2 separate regions of the Mus musculus genome follow, and region 2 is linked to region 1. The links are chromatin contacts, called in public Hi-C maps. All regions are on one chromosome and are shown on one strand. Each heading gives the region's core, a stretch centred on a gene start, on an enhancer-like site or on the middle of the called end of the contact. The rest is flanking DNA. Distances are from core to core; before and after follow the strand shown.

The links. Hi-C and Micro-C count contacts between places; a contact is called where the count stands out from the background.
Region 2: a Hi-C map of cerebellum shows a contact between it and region 1, with 4 times the contacts expected there. The contact joins two enhancer-like sites. A contact is called at or near these places in 3 of 39 promoter capture datasets (the C10 cell line, hippocampal neurons and liver), 4 of 484 Hi-C or Micro-C datasets (cerebellar granule neurons and cerebellum) and 1 of 115 datasets of contacts at active chromatin or transcription factors (neural tube).

What each region holds. Positions count from the first base shown.
Region 1 is chr13:83,984,145-83,991,054 of GRCm38.p6, reverse strand. No RefSeq gene overlaps it. Among named protein-coding and RNA genes, the nearest start is that of Gm17750, 77 kb to the left of the region's middle. Within about 2 kb of position 3,159, at least 68 of the 459 cell types and tissues checked have an H3K27ac peak or open chromatin away from gene starts, as enhancers often do. A contact at or near this core is called in cerebellar granule neurons, cerebellum and neural tube, where this site is marked.
Region 2 is chr13:84,400,672-84,407,581 of GRCm38.p6, reverse strand. No RefSeq gene overlaps it. Among named protein-coding and RNA genes, the nearest start is that of Gm41011, 60 kb to the right of the region's middle. Within about 2 kb of position 2,866, at least 23 of the 459 cell types and tissues checked have an H3K27ac peak or open chromatin away from gene starts, as enhancers often do. A contact at or near this core is called in cerebellar granule neurons, cerebellum and neural tube, where this site is marked.

The DNA.
Region 1 (6,910 bases), core at 1,910-4,409:
CATTTCATCCAAACAGTCTAAATAAACTAAATTGCTATTGAAAATCTATTAGCAATACCACCCATGCTTCCTAAAATGCTGTTCTGCCCTTATTTAGTTTTGACTCTCATAGAATGACAGGACTGCACACATTGTCTTGTGTCACCTTAAAGATTATCAGTGAGCTAGCATCCACATTCCTATTATTTTAGAATATTTATTCAATTTCAAAATGTTTATTTTCCTAAATTTAAACATATTTAATATGCACAGGCAATTAAATCCTTTAATATCATTTTCTAATGGGCTGACTGTAATGAGTTTATTCTGTAGGAAAACAAATGGAAACATTACAACCAGTTCATTTCAGTTTATATGGCCTATAAGAAAGATTTATTTGAGGTAAAGAGAAATTGCCTTCAGAGAATTAGTGAATGAGTTTCATTTTCAGTATAATATCAAAAAGATAATAGTAATAGTTACATGAGAAGGCATTTTTTTGGGTAAGAGAATTCATAAATTTTTCCAATTGGGTCTTTTTTGTCTTTATGACTGACAAAGATCTGAGGGATGCTATTGTTACTGTCATATTCTGTTGACTATATACCTAAATTTCTTTTCAGCCTAACATCAAAATTTGAATTGACATCACAAACTGTCAATTATCTTGAGCACCAACTTGTGTGGGCTACAAAAAGTATTTATTCTAAAACAGCACGTATTCCACCATAGAATTCTCATAGAACAAAACATTTTCATCTTAAAAAATAAGAGATCAGAAGCTGTTAGCTTGTTCTGTATGTAGACATTTGAGTTAAGTTGGTGTGAAGCTTATTTCATTTTTTAGTTTTCTTTTCTTTCATCCCTTGATTTCTTTTCCCTTTCTCCCTGTGTCCCTCTTCCTTTTCTTCCTCCCTTTCCTTTCTTGTTTTAAATGGATGGACTTCTAATCCTCCTATCTCCATCTGCCAAGAGATGGGATTACACTCAATTCAAGATTTCTTCCTGGTTGCTTCAGTTTCTAAAAATATGCTTAATCTCTGTATTTTGTCTGTCTGATCGGTTAGGTTGAGATGCTGGAGAATGGGCTACATGTGGTAGTGAAGCACTTTACCAATGAGCCACATTCATCCTTTCGTTTTTCATTTTTAAGACGTCAACATATTGAATAAAAGCCTTTATATCTTAACAGAAAGGCCACAATAATTTTTCCCAACAAATGAATTCCACCTTCAGGTCTATCCATTTGAATCAGTTGATAAATTAGTTTATATTAAAAACAAAACAAAACAAAACAAAACAAGTGTTTGCCTACTAATCCTAAGATTCCAAGATTTAAACTTTTTAACCATAATTTCATTGTTTTAAACAAATCTGTGGCCGAAAGATGTATTAAATTTGCTTTTCTATTGCTGTTGCTTTGGTTTGTACATTTATTAAAAATCAATGCAACAGAAATTATCCTGCCTGATCCTGGTCTCTATACCATACCAGTTACCACTGAGCCTTACATTCCAGACTCCAGGGTTCTAGATATATCTGATTTGTATCCAAGGCCTAGTTTAGAGAAAGCAAAATTTTGAATAATTGTGGGAAATATGAATTAAAGAATACCAGACCTAATAATATATTAGAATAGATCTTCCCTGGTAAATAGAGGATTGTAATAGTTCTAAGAATGGAATTTAATACATGTTTTTCCCTATCTCTTGAGCTATTCTGAGCATTACTGAGAATCATCACAGAGCACACAGAAGATTCTAGAAGAAAGATAAGTGTGAGCAAACCTAAGTGTGCTAACTGACATGCAAATTATGGTACTCCTTCGGCTCTAATTTATGTTTTTCAAAGATTCTTACAACATCCATTTCTTTCTATCTTCTGAACAAAAATAGCTATGACTTCTTTGCAAAACATGAGAATCTCCTCACTGCCTTAGGCCTGTTTACCCACAAGCTCGTTTTCAAGGGACTATGTGAATTTCTTTGCAGTTACCCCAGTTACCCTAGTTGGAACTGAATTTGATTAATATTATCAAAATGAAAGTGGCAGTTATGCTCGGTAGTTAATAATTTGGCTGTTCATAATGTTATAGAAGCTCATGATCATACATGTGTGTCAGGAAAGAGATCATATATTGAAACACTTCTATTGAGATCCTCTTTGGAGAGGAACAGAGGCATCCCCTCGACTACATGATTCCATTTTCTCCTTAGAGGCAAACACCAGTGCCAGTTTCAATCCTGACATCAGTGCTCTTAAGAAGATCTCAGGGCCGCCCAAGTGCATGTTTCTTGGCCACCTGTATCTGTCCAAGAAAATGCCCTGGAGTGAGCAGGCTTCATTATGGCCTTGGCAAAACACCAGCATGCACCAGCTGCATGGGGGACTGCTCAGCCCCCTGCCCAGAGAAGAGGAATATAAGTCGTCAGTCTTCCTTTATGGGTTTTCATTAACTCTCTTCTAATCTATAGCATTAATTCTTGGACTTCTGGGAAAACAGAGTTCTCTAATCCGAAAATCTTAAAGGCAAACATCTTTCTTTTCAAATCTACTTCTGGAATCTTTGGCCTTTGAAAGTAACATTCACAGCAGATTTAAAATATCCACTATTTGCACAGGACAAGGCAATGGTTCATCTTTCCATCCAGTTACCTGTTATCTGAATGCACCAAATTAGCTAGGGGGACCAGCATGGGGGGCAGGGTGGGAATCTGTTACTTCAGTTAGATTTACAGGGACTCCTTGTAAACAGGGTGCTAAAAAGTGTGCTGGATTTTTTTTTAACCTTTTGTGACACACAACAGAGCTGTGAAATCAGTGAATTAAATAGTTCCAGTCCCCTGGGCATACATGAGCAATGGCATAAAATAGGCAGCACCCATTAGAACATTACTGTTACGGAGCAGATGGACAGCTTCAGGTTCAGTCCTTTGTCCTTACTTCAGAATGGGGCCGGACTGGGAAACGACTGTAAATTTTCTCAAAAGAGATGAATAGGAAAGCTGTTAACTTTTTTCTTATTTAAAAAAAAAGAAACCTGGAAAAAGTCCAAATTACACATTTTGCAGCTCTGACTGCAGTTCTTCAGCGTTGCTGCAAAACATCTGTAGGTGGCTAAGCGCTCCCCACCTCCTTTCCCAAAATGGAATAGCTCATTCCCGGCATGCTGTCCAATGCCTGCAAAGACATATGTTTACCAAACCAGTCCACGACCATATGTGTGCCGCAGTTTCTCCACAGCGTACTGCACGTGAGTTGATTGGCTTAACACACGAGATGCAGAATGGAGATGCAAGCAGGATTGGAGATTGAGAAGGAAGGAAAATGTGGGAGCAATAAAAAAAAAGAGGAGAAAGAGGGCGAGAATTATTTTTCATTGTACTTTTCAAGCATGCTCCCTTTGCGGTAAATGTTGATGAGAAAATTCCCAGTCATATCATAGCAGTTTTCCTACAATGCAGAAAATTCAAGCACAAATTAGATGATCTATGTCCTTCAGATGCTTGAACTTCTAATCATCCTGAAGCTTATTCATACGATAAATGACAAGTTTATCTAATGAAACAAACCATTTGAGTTTTAATGTTAAAGTCAGATCTAGGATGTTTAGTACATTTTGAAAATTTTCAATATAGAACCTCAAATGCAACATATTCTTGCTAGAGCCAGGAAATAATTCTATCCATCAAAGAGGGAAAAAAATCATAACTTTTTATATAGTTCTTAGATCTATTTAAATAGTTGTGAACTCTAAAATGATTCTTTATAATAATAAAAATACATTTTAGCAAAAATGAATTTCTGTATAATATTTTATTCAAAAGTTTTTGTTCTGTACATTTAATTATTTAAATAAAACATCAATGAGACAAATTGCTGGTCATGCATGTCTTCTAAATATCGATATGCAAAGATTAATAAACTGAAATATATGTTTTATTTTAAAAGGGCTTTATTAATGAAAAATAAGGTATGCCTTTTGAAAAGTAAAGAACTTAATATAAATATCTAATATGAAGCTAGTATGTTTAATGAGTAATTACAGTACAAAAATGCGTGAGAATTTACCAAGTTTCATCTCTCCTCCTTTTTTCTAACATTCAGAACTATTTATAGTCAGTTTATAGATTTAGACAAAGCTTCGAAATAGCTAGAATGCCTCACTACAAGCAACTCTCTTAGGTTTCTGTAGGATTTACAGTTTACCCTTTGAATAGATGCCCATACTTAATACATTTTAACTTCTTCCTTTTAATTTCATTACACCAGTTACAAAAATGAAAGAAAACATCTACTACTGCTCTGGTATGTCGCAGTGTTGTCATGGTCCACAAGCCAGGTGCATCCCTTCTACCTGGAAGGAAATAAAAAACCATCTGGAAGAACATATTAACCTGCAGTGTTGATGGCTTCAGAGAACCAAAGCAAATAGTTTGTGATTTAAAATAATTTGCATTCTCAGAAAAAAAGAAAGCTAGACATGAAGTCTTTTGCATGGGTCTAACACTTTGAAGACATTTAACACTATAATTTCTGACCTTCCCTACTTTCCTACTGTGTTATATTGTTAATAGATGCAGTGGTTTGGATAACCAGTTCCTTATTTGTGATGAACTAGCAGGTACTCCACAAGGGTCTTCAGACAGATGGTGGGGCAGAATCCTTTGGTTTCTATATAGGTATTTCAGTGGATATTTGGTGGATCACTTTCCATGTCACAGTGTTAAGTTGTTTCAGAGTCTTGTTTTTTTCTTGTGATTTTTGTTTTGTTTTATCCCCCACCCCCACCCCTGCCACTAACTACTAACTTCCTTTTTATTGCTTTCAATGCCAATTCTGCTATGCATTCCTGGAAAAAAGTTATTATTTCATTGAAGTGAAAATAGGATTATTTAATAATAGCAAATCAATGTCTTATGGTGATAAAGGGATAGTGATTTAACCTTTATCTGGGCATTTCAAGGCAGAGAAAACAGAGACTTTTTCAGGCTGGGCTGCAATTCCATGCATTAAGTTTCAAAGGAATAAAAGTCTGTTTTCCAGTGCATTTACCAACTCCTAGAAAGAGACAAAAGTAAAGATTTTTATACGCCCAGTGATTTCCATGGGGGAATATTTTGTTGATAAATCTATGAAAATCATGCACATTTCTCCTTCACAGGCACAGGAGGTCTCAAGGCAGCTTAGTTTACACATATAGGTTTGTTGTTTACCCCTCAAAATTATATTGATGGATATAAACTCTGTTTAAGATAATATATAAATTCAGATAATTTTGCAAATTATTATTTAACAGCTTAAAATTGCAACCTATTGGATTAAAACTGTGTGAAGTTTGTGCTACTTTTCATGATCTTTCTCTAAATCTTCCAGAATAGAAAATCAGTCTGCAATATTAGAGACGAGAAATACGCTTACAACTCTGACAAAAGCAAAGCGTTACTTGGAATACAGACCCAAGTCGAAAAGATTTCAAAACAAATTTGGATCTGAGATGAAACTGCATGCCAAAATGCAGACTGGTTACTACCAACCACAAATGGGGTTTTCTCAGCTGAATCTCTAAAAGTTGCTGGGCACAGGCCTACCTGAGAACCTCTGAGGCCCTTATCAGGACTGTCTGTTTCTACTCCCCAGACACACGTCTCTGACCTTCTCAACTATTTTTACAATTGTGAGGGAGTGGGGCTCTAAAATTCGAGTTCAGTGTACAGAGAGTTAATTTAAATTTGATAACAAATGGCTCTGCTGCAGAAATGAATGCAGCCTGGCAACTTCAACAGGGAACCCTTCAGAGGGCCTCAATTATGTATGCAGCTTCTTTGAGAAATAGTTTCACACATCTGACCCAAAGACCACTATGTTGTTGCCATGAAATAAAACTGTACGTCTGCATTGTTTCATTTCTGGGCCCTGTACACAGTGCCAGACTCGAGGACTCCCCCACTCTGCGCATGCGTGTTCACATGCTCGCACAAACCCCTTTATTATCGTTCTGCTTCTATTTTTCAAGTACGGTGACTGTATCAATATAATTGTCACATACATAATGGCTCCTGATTACTTTTATATGTTATAAAAAAAATCTGATTTTAACTGCCAGACTGTTCTGGTCAAAATCAGGAAAACTAAAGGAGAGGAAAGGGTTAACCAACCCACACTATTTCAATTTTTTTCAAAATGGCTGCTTTGTCTGTGTGCATACACCAATAGCAAATGCCCTTCTGTTATTGTACAGCCAATTTGATGTGTCAAGTATTCATATGCTAATAACGGTACAGTTTCTCACTTTTTCACAGATAAATGGTAAAGATTGTTACAGACAGTGAAACACAAGAATAAACAGCTTTTATTTCAGGCACGATAAATTACTTTCCATTCAAATCACAAGCCACGCATGCTGCTGACCATCTTGTTTCCATTCACTGCTCGTTTGCCTTCTGGGTGTGTTTCTTTAGAATAGTTTGAAAATATTTAACAGATATGGACAGAGTTGTTGCTAATGACTTGATTGCATTAATGCGCTTTCTAGTCATTTCCTCGCTCAAAGCTCATTTTTGTATTCCGTTATTACAGTGGGAGAAAAGTTTGATGGGAATTCTGACACTGTTTCCCTAACATAGTACAATCAAATCTTTTTAAAGCTGGGCAATGACAATATTTGAAGAACAGATATTTTCCTTTAGGTTAGCAGAGATGTCATTTAGTAAATAGTATAACTTAAAAAGAGACACTTGAAGGAAATGTCAAGTTGGGTCAGAACAAACTAGAATCAATTCCATTTTCCCAGATATAAATCTGTTTTGAAGGATTGAATTTGTTAAATACATATGACTAAGACATAATATCAACTTATTGTTGATATAGAAAAATCACATCAAAGGTGAGGGTGGGTGTGGAGAGAGGAGGTAGTGTAAGGAGAAGAATT
Region 2 (6,910 bases), core at 1,617-4,116, 420 kb before region 1:
CCACAACATGGGCAACAACAAGAGTCCTGATGAGGAGCCAATATTAATGATGTGTCAGAAGTCAAAAGCCTCGAATCAGACCAATGCCTGATTGCAATGAGCATTTGTGTGGAGAGAGGAGTATACTGTGAGACATACTGTGGCACATTACAGCTTCCATTACAAGATTTTTTTTTCTACGCTTTGGTTGTTTTGTTTTGTTTTGTTTTGTTTTTCATTTTCCTTTGGGAACATTGCAAGGGAAAGGGGACCCAGAGATGAGTGGAACTCAGGTGCCTGGCGTTGAACTCCCAAAGAATCAATTAAACGTTGAAAAGAAAATGTCATGCTTCAAACAGAAACCTTAAAAGCATAGCTTGCCTTAAGCATGGAACCATAAAAGAGGAAGGAGGCATGTATTTCCTTCTGCACCAGGCCCTTGTAGAGATGGTCTCGTTTAATTCTTACATATCTGGGAGAGGCAAATTGTATTATCCCCAGTTCACAGCAAAGAGAACTGAGGGTTTGGTTGGGAGTTAAATAATGGACACAAATGGACTAGAGTTTTCAGATTTAGATTTACTCTTAACCTCATGACTCAGCTTACTTCTGAGAGCTTCTAACTTTGTGTATAGTATCTAGGAGAGAAGGCCAAGTTCTGCCCAGCACTGAGAATTAGCAGGAAGAGCAAATCCTATCCTCAAAGGTGTCCTCTGGCTTTCACAAGTAGGCTTTGGCATTGGCATCAAAGGTACACATGCACATATACAATAATAATAAACATTTCATCAAAGAGAACAAGTGAAAGACATGAAGAACAATAAATATGCAGTAAATAAAATGCAATAAAAACAATAGTTCAAAAATATTTAAGGCAATAAATACAGAGTTCCATTTAAAATTCTTCCTTTATCTCTGCCACCTGAATAAAGAACTGGATGTTTTATCAAGCTGAGATAATTTTGAAAATGAAAGATGACATTCTTAAAAATTCTTTTGGTGCTTGGAATATAGATTAATAAAGCATTATCCTAGCAGAAGCAAGCCCTTACAATACTTAATACTGCTAAACCTTAATAAGAAGAACAATCGTAATCCTGAGTGAACAGGTGTACACCAGGAGCTTTAAAAAACAAGGAAGGATAAGAAAATGTTTCATTCTATGGAAAATAGCTAACTTTTTGCTCAGGACATAAATAGGAAAATCCAAATTTATTGTACCTTGAATTTTGCTAAACTTCCCCCAATTTGTAACTTTCCTTTGTGAAATTTTAGTGTCCAAAACTGAATCCTTTGGGAGAAAATATTTAAGTGGCATCAGTGACTGAATATATTGTCCACCCAGTAGTGTTTATATTTTAATACAAGACTACATCTCAAAATAAAGAAATGAATTTGTTATTATAAAAAATCAGATAAGTATCACCAAGTATTTGGGGAAAATGAGAGTTTCGACAGCATTAATAAAAGCATAGTGTGTGTTATAAAAAAAAAAAAATTCCCACTGAAGTGAAACGTAAGCCAGAGGAGAGCGTCTATGTCTCATCTTTTGTTATAACTCACAAAGAAAGGTTACCACAATACATAGGTGCCCCTATAACCTTCCCAGGAGTTATTTTAAATGAAGAATTTCAAATGAAGAATAAAGTTAGTCACACGTACAAGTGGGTGTTTATTTACTTAGGCTGGAGGGGCACAGAGCAGAGTTTGAGACATATTTAAATAAATCAAAAATTAAGAAAGAGGCTAAAGAGCTCTAACAATCAGACCAGGGCTCTGACTGTTCCTTTCTGTGGTTTTCTACGTGGGGCACTAAAACCTCCACTCTAAAAAGCCAGGATCCTACACACACAGCAGTGAGCACTAACAAAAAACAAAACAAAATCTGCAGTTTCACAACAGCCAGAGAGAGAGAGAGAGATGTGAGGTAACAACTAGGAAGTGGGACATTAATGTTTAGAAACCTTCCTTCTTAAATGAGGTAGGAAGGATTACTTCTGAGAGTCAAATAATGAATGAGAAGAAGAAATGTTTTATAGACAGGGTAAGGAGGTTAAAAAAAAAAAAAAGACTGAGCAGACAAGAGAGGGGAGACGGCATGTTTTTTCTTTTTTTTTTTTTTTTTTATTTAGTAACTATAAAATGAGCACTTCTCTCAAAAATAGTTAGATGAAACCATATAACCCAGAAAGCTAAGAAGTTAAGAACGAGTAGCAGTTGGAAAGGAGAGGCAGAGACAAAGACTGAGGGATAAGAAGGGGAAAGATGGAATGTTTTATATCGGATAATGAAGTAAGAGAAAGGCCAAGGACCCAAATCCATCAGGGAAAAAATGCTAATATGAAGCTTTAACATTAAGCATCATCAGGTAGAAGGAAAGCAAACATCATAACTCATGAAGGTAATAAAAAGTCACACAAAAAGTAGCAATAAAAAGTGAGGAAAAAAGTGGGGGAAACGACGAGACGGACAAAGAAACAACACACCATTTTTATTCAGAAAGCTATGCCCTTAAAGGTCCCCAATTCCATGCTCACTCTCAGTAAAGAACCAGACACACAATTCTTTTCCCAGACACTGAGGATGGCTTTGGCCCCAGACATCGCCCCTGAGCCCCCCTTACAAAAATTCTCTCTGTATGTGACCATCTCCTGGGAAAAACAACTGCCCAGGCCGCAGTTCCTCGGATAGTCCTTCATCAGAACAGTTCTCACAGGCAGGTAGCCTCGCTGGTCATACACAGGGATCCCATATGGCACAATCTGGACCTCGCAGAAGTGAAATCTGCATAAAGTAGGACGAAGCCAGAGCCGCACAAAAGGCGAGACACACATGTAGCGACATTGGCTCCGTGCCCTCTGACCCAGCTCTGTGTCTGTTCCCACACTCCCGACAAGCCCGGGCGAATGTGGCCCAGAGCTTGGAGGTAGCTGCGGTCTGTCACTGGATGAGCACGGAGCCGAAAGGAAGCTCAGAATTAGTCCCCCAATGGTGTGTGGATCAATTGTAAGACAGTGTCTTGTCATCCAAAAAGACAATCTACATGTGGCTGCAATTAACCCAGTTAGCCTGTGTCTAACATTGTCCTACAAAGAAACAGCCATGTAGTGAGATGACCAGAGCAGAATACTGCTTTGAAATTAGCAGATTAATTTAGTTCTCTGTAATCTGGGACTGGAATGAGTTGTGTTAATGGGCGTGTGCATGTGCCTGTGTACTTGTAAGTGGCCTGGGTTGTTTCTTGTTGCTAGTGTTTTCTTTCTTTCTTTTCTATTTTCTTTTTGTTTGTTTTTGTCATCATCATCATTGTAAATACACTTTAATAGAAAGCTACACTTATGTCAGTTTTTCCTGGGGAAAATCAATTAAAAAACAACTGAGAGCCAAGGGTTATAAATAATTATGTATTGCTGTAATCTTACAATTTTGTAAGAGCTATCTCTTAACAGAGGTTATAACCAATACACCCAGGTTACCCAAGTACACACCAAACACTAAGTTTAAGATGTGCAATATAGAAACCAAGCCAAAACTACTTTCCCAACTTGAAAGTGTAGCCTCTCCCCTGTGCCAGTGTTTGTGTGCTGTTGGGTGCTCTTTAAAGGAAATATATATATGCTATGAATTAATTCTCAGTATCATCCAAATCAGAGTTGCCATTATTATAATTCCAAGTCAAAAACATATGTAGAATTATTACTATGGATGTTTATTTCAAAGTGGTCGTTATTTTTTTAAACAGAAATGCTTCTTCAATTTTCCTAGATTTTTACATAATCTTACTACGTATGTTCTCATTTCACTACTCTTTTCTGATATAAAATAAAAAGCATTTCACAATCTTTATTTTGAAAGAGGAAAAGTTTTAAACCTTCTTAGCAAGCTGTTGATGTCCATTGCATGCTTAAGGAGAAAGAAGAGCTACGGGGAAAAATACTGAGTACATCAGGAACAAGGGGAGACAGTCTTCTCTCCTTGTGAGGCATCCTAGGACCTTCAAAAGCTGCATCGAGAATTTTGCAAATAACATGACCTCAGAAGGCTTCCCTCTGAAGGATGTCTGGTATCTTCACACCTGATGCAAAATCTAGGCAAATCACTGCGCTGGACTTCACAGTTACTCTATACACATGACCCTGCGAGCCTAGTAACCACACGATCACTAAAAATAGTCAGAATTTAGCTGGGCGTGGTGGCACACACCTTTAATCCCAGCACTTGGGCGGCAAAGGCAGGCAGATTTCTAAGTTCGAGGCCAGCCTGATCTACAGAGTGAGCTCCAGGACAGCCAGGGCTATACAGAGAAACCGTGTCTCGAAACCCCGCCCCCCCCCAAAAAAATCAGAATTTTTATGTTCAAAAGGAGCAAACAGTTACCACAGTTATACCCAATATGCATGCCCCATGTCAGCAGGTTAGCCAACCACAGTTTCCTGCAGCCCACCTGATTCTGGTCAGCTTCAGGCTTATGTGGGAGGCTTGCAATGGTATTCTTATTTTACCAGAGTGTGTTAACAGATTCAAATGTAGACTGGGTGGTGGAAGGAAGAGCTCTGAGAAAGGAGGCATCTGAAAGGAAATGAACAGTATTGTTTTCTGTTACTGCTCAGGGTTTCATTACAGGGTTCATTTGTTCTCTAAGTACAGGAGATGGAGTCCACTGCATATGCTAGGCAAGTGCTCTACGGCTGAGCTACACTGCTAGCTTTTCAATATACTTAATAATAATATCTAATTTGAAATGACAATGACTTGTTTTGTTTCTGACTTGTTTGGGGGTGTCTGAGAAGTTGATCCATAATCATACCTGTAAACAGGAATAGACCATACCTGTTCCTCTGTGGTAGAATGCAAGCTTCGTATGACAAAGCCCTGGATTTGAACCCAGCTTCACATTTAAAATAAGAAAAAAGATTATTGCCTAAATATTGTATTATTTTCAAAAATGTGTATTGTAGTATCCATTGATGCCTCATAATGCTTGCTAAGCTTATTACAGTGGCTTCTAGTCAGTTATAATATAGAGTTATAATATAGAGTTATAATATAGAGTTTTATATGACATGCTTTACCAATTATTTCTTTAGTAAGGATTCTAAAAGATTAGAGCTGGGCGTGGTGGTGCACGCCTTTAATCCCAGCACTTAGGAGGCAAAGGCAGGCGGATCTCTGAGTTTGAGGCCAGCTTGGTCTACAGAGTGAGTTCCGGGACAGCCAGGACTACACAGAGAAACCCTGTCTCGAAAAACCAAAAAAAAAAAAAAAAGATTAGAACTTTAAAATGTTCTAATTTGACATTATTAGGTAACAAATATAAAATATAAGGCATAATTCTGTAAAAAGATAAAATTATAATTTCTGAACAAAACATTCTTGCTAATAGTTGAGTCTTTTAATATAAAGCTGAGACACACTTCCTCTGCATATTTTCTGGTACTCAACTGAAGGAAATTTGATTAAGATTGGAGAGTAAGTGACATAAAATAATTGGAGGAATGCTAGCAAAGACCTCATCCAGAAGGAATGGCAGTGTTCTAGCATTAATAATGCATCTCTTTGGATGAAATGATGCCCACCCATTCCTGATGTCTATTTTTAAGGTGTACATACCCAACTGAGGTGGCTCTAAGTAATGTCTCTAACACCTTACCACCAGTGAAAGTTCCAAGAGGACTGCTTTCTAGAATGCAAAGATCTGTGGAAGAAGAAGTAAGACCAAGCCCTGAAGTATTAAACCTACTTTACTCTTGCCTCCCCAAGTTCTACATGTAAAGTTTCAGTATGGCCAAAGACACCTGCACCATGGGCTAACTGAACACTTAGTCCTAGGCTGGCTGGGTGTATCACTCACCCAAGCATCCTGCTTTCAGCTGGTGAGGAACATTTGGGATCCGCTATATATAACTGGAGGATTTGATTTTGTAGTATTTAGCAATGTACATATTCTATAGTGTAAATTATATTTAAGTCATTCTTAAAACATATGTCCATGCATTCACAGCTGTCTGCAAATGAAAGTAAGGTCCCAGTTTATCTAGATACAAACAATACTTTTCTAGCCCCTGATTTTCTCTACAATACACTAAAGCCATGAATGTTTCAGCTAGTTATCTTCATAATCTGCATCAGGATTTTTTTCCTCTCATTGTTTACTGTTCTACCAAAGCTTTTCCAGAGAGCATTTTATAGGCAAGAAAAATTAACTTCTTTAAGAACAAATAAAGTGTTTTGGAGCATAAATGGCCATACCTGAAACAATTATCAGGTCAAATTTGAAGGTCTGAGGGGCATCCTGTCCAACATCCTGCCCCAGCAGCCTCCTTCCAGCCTCCCATCCCATCACCTCAGCAACAGAAACCCTCTGAGGCACAGGTCACTCCACTGTGGCATTGACAAGAACACATTCCCTGTGGGTGGTCTGGCTTTTACAAGTGTTTGGACACAAATACATTAATGTGGCCATTTTAAAGCAAATGATTCTTCTATTTTTCCCTGAAAAAAAAAAATCATCCTAGCAGGGTTTTGCTTTCTAAAATACTGTTGCTATTGCTACTGTTGTTGTTTTTAATCTAGAAAATCCAAATACTGAGTAATTTTCAGATTGATGTTAACTCTTGGTTTCCCATCACCCTTCCACCACGTAGCCAGCTCAGGCATTACATTCATGTTTTCAGCTCTGAGCATCGCTATGCCCTGCCTTACTGCAATGATGTTTAGTAGCCTGTCAGTTCCCAGGTCCCAAGGAGTGCAGCCAAATGGTTTTCTACTTAATCAGCATAAAGTGTGAACAGTCAGAAATCAGCTGAGTGCAGGGCTGATCCTGACCATCACAGCAATCTCTATTCTAAATAGGTAAAATTTCAAAGCCTATTGGTAAGCAAAATGTGCTTTCAAAATCCTGTTTTAATTTGTTTTAAAAGAAATAGCTGCA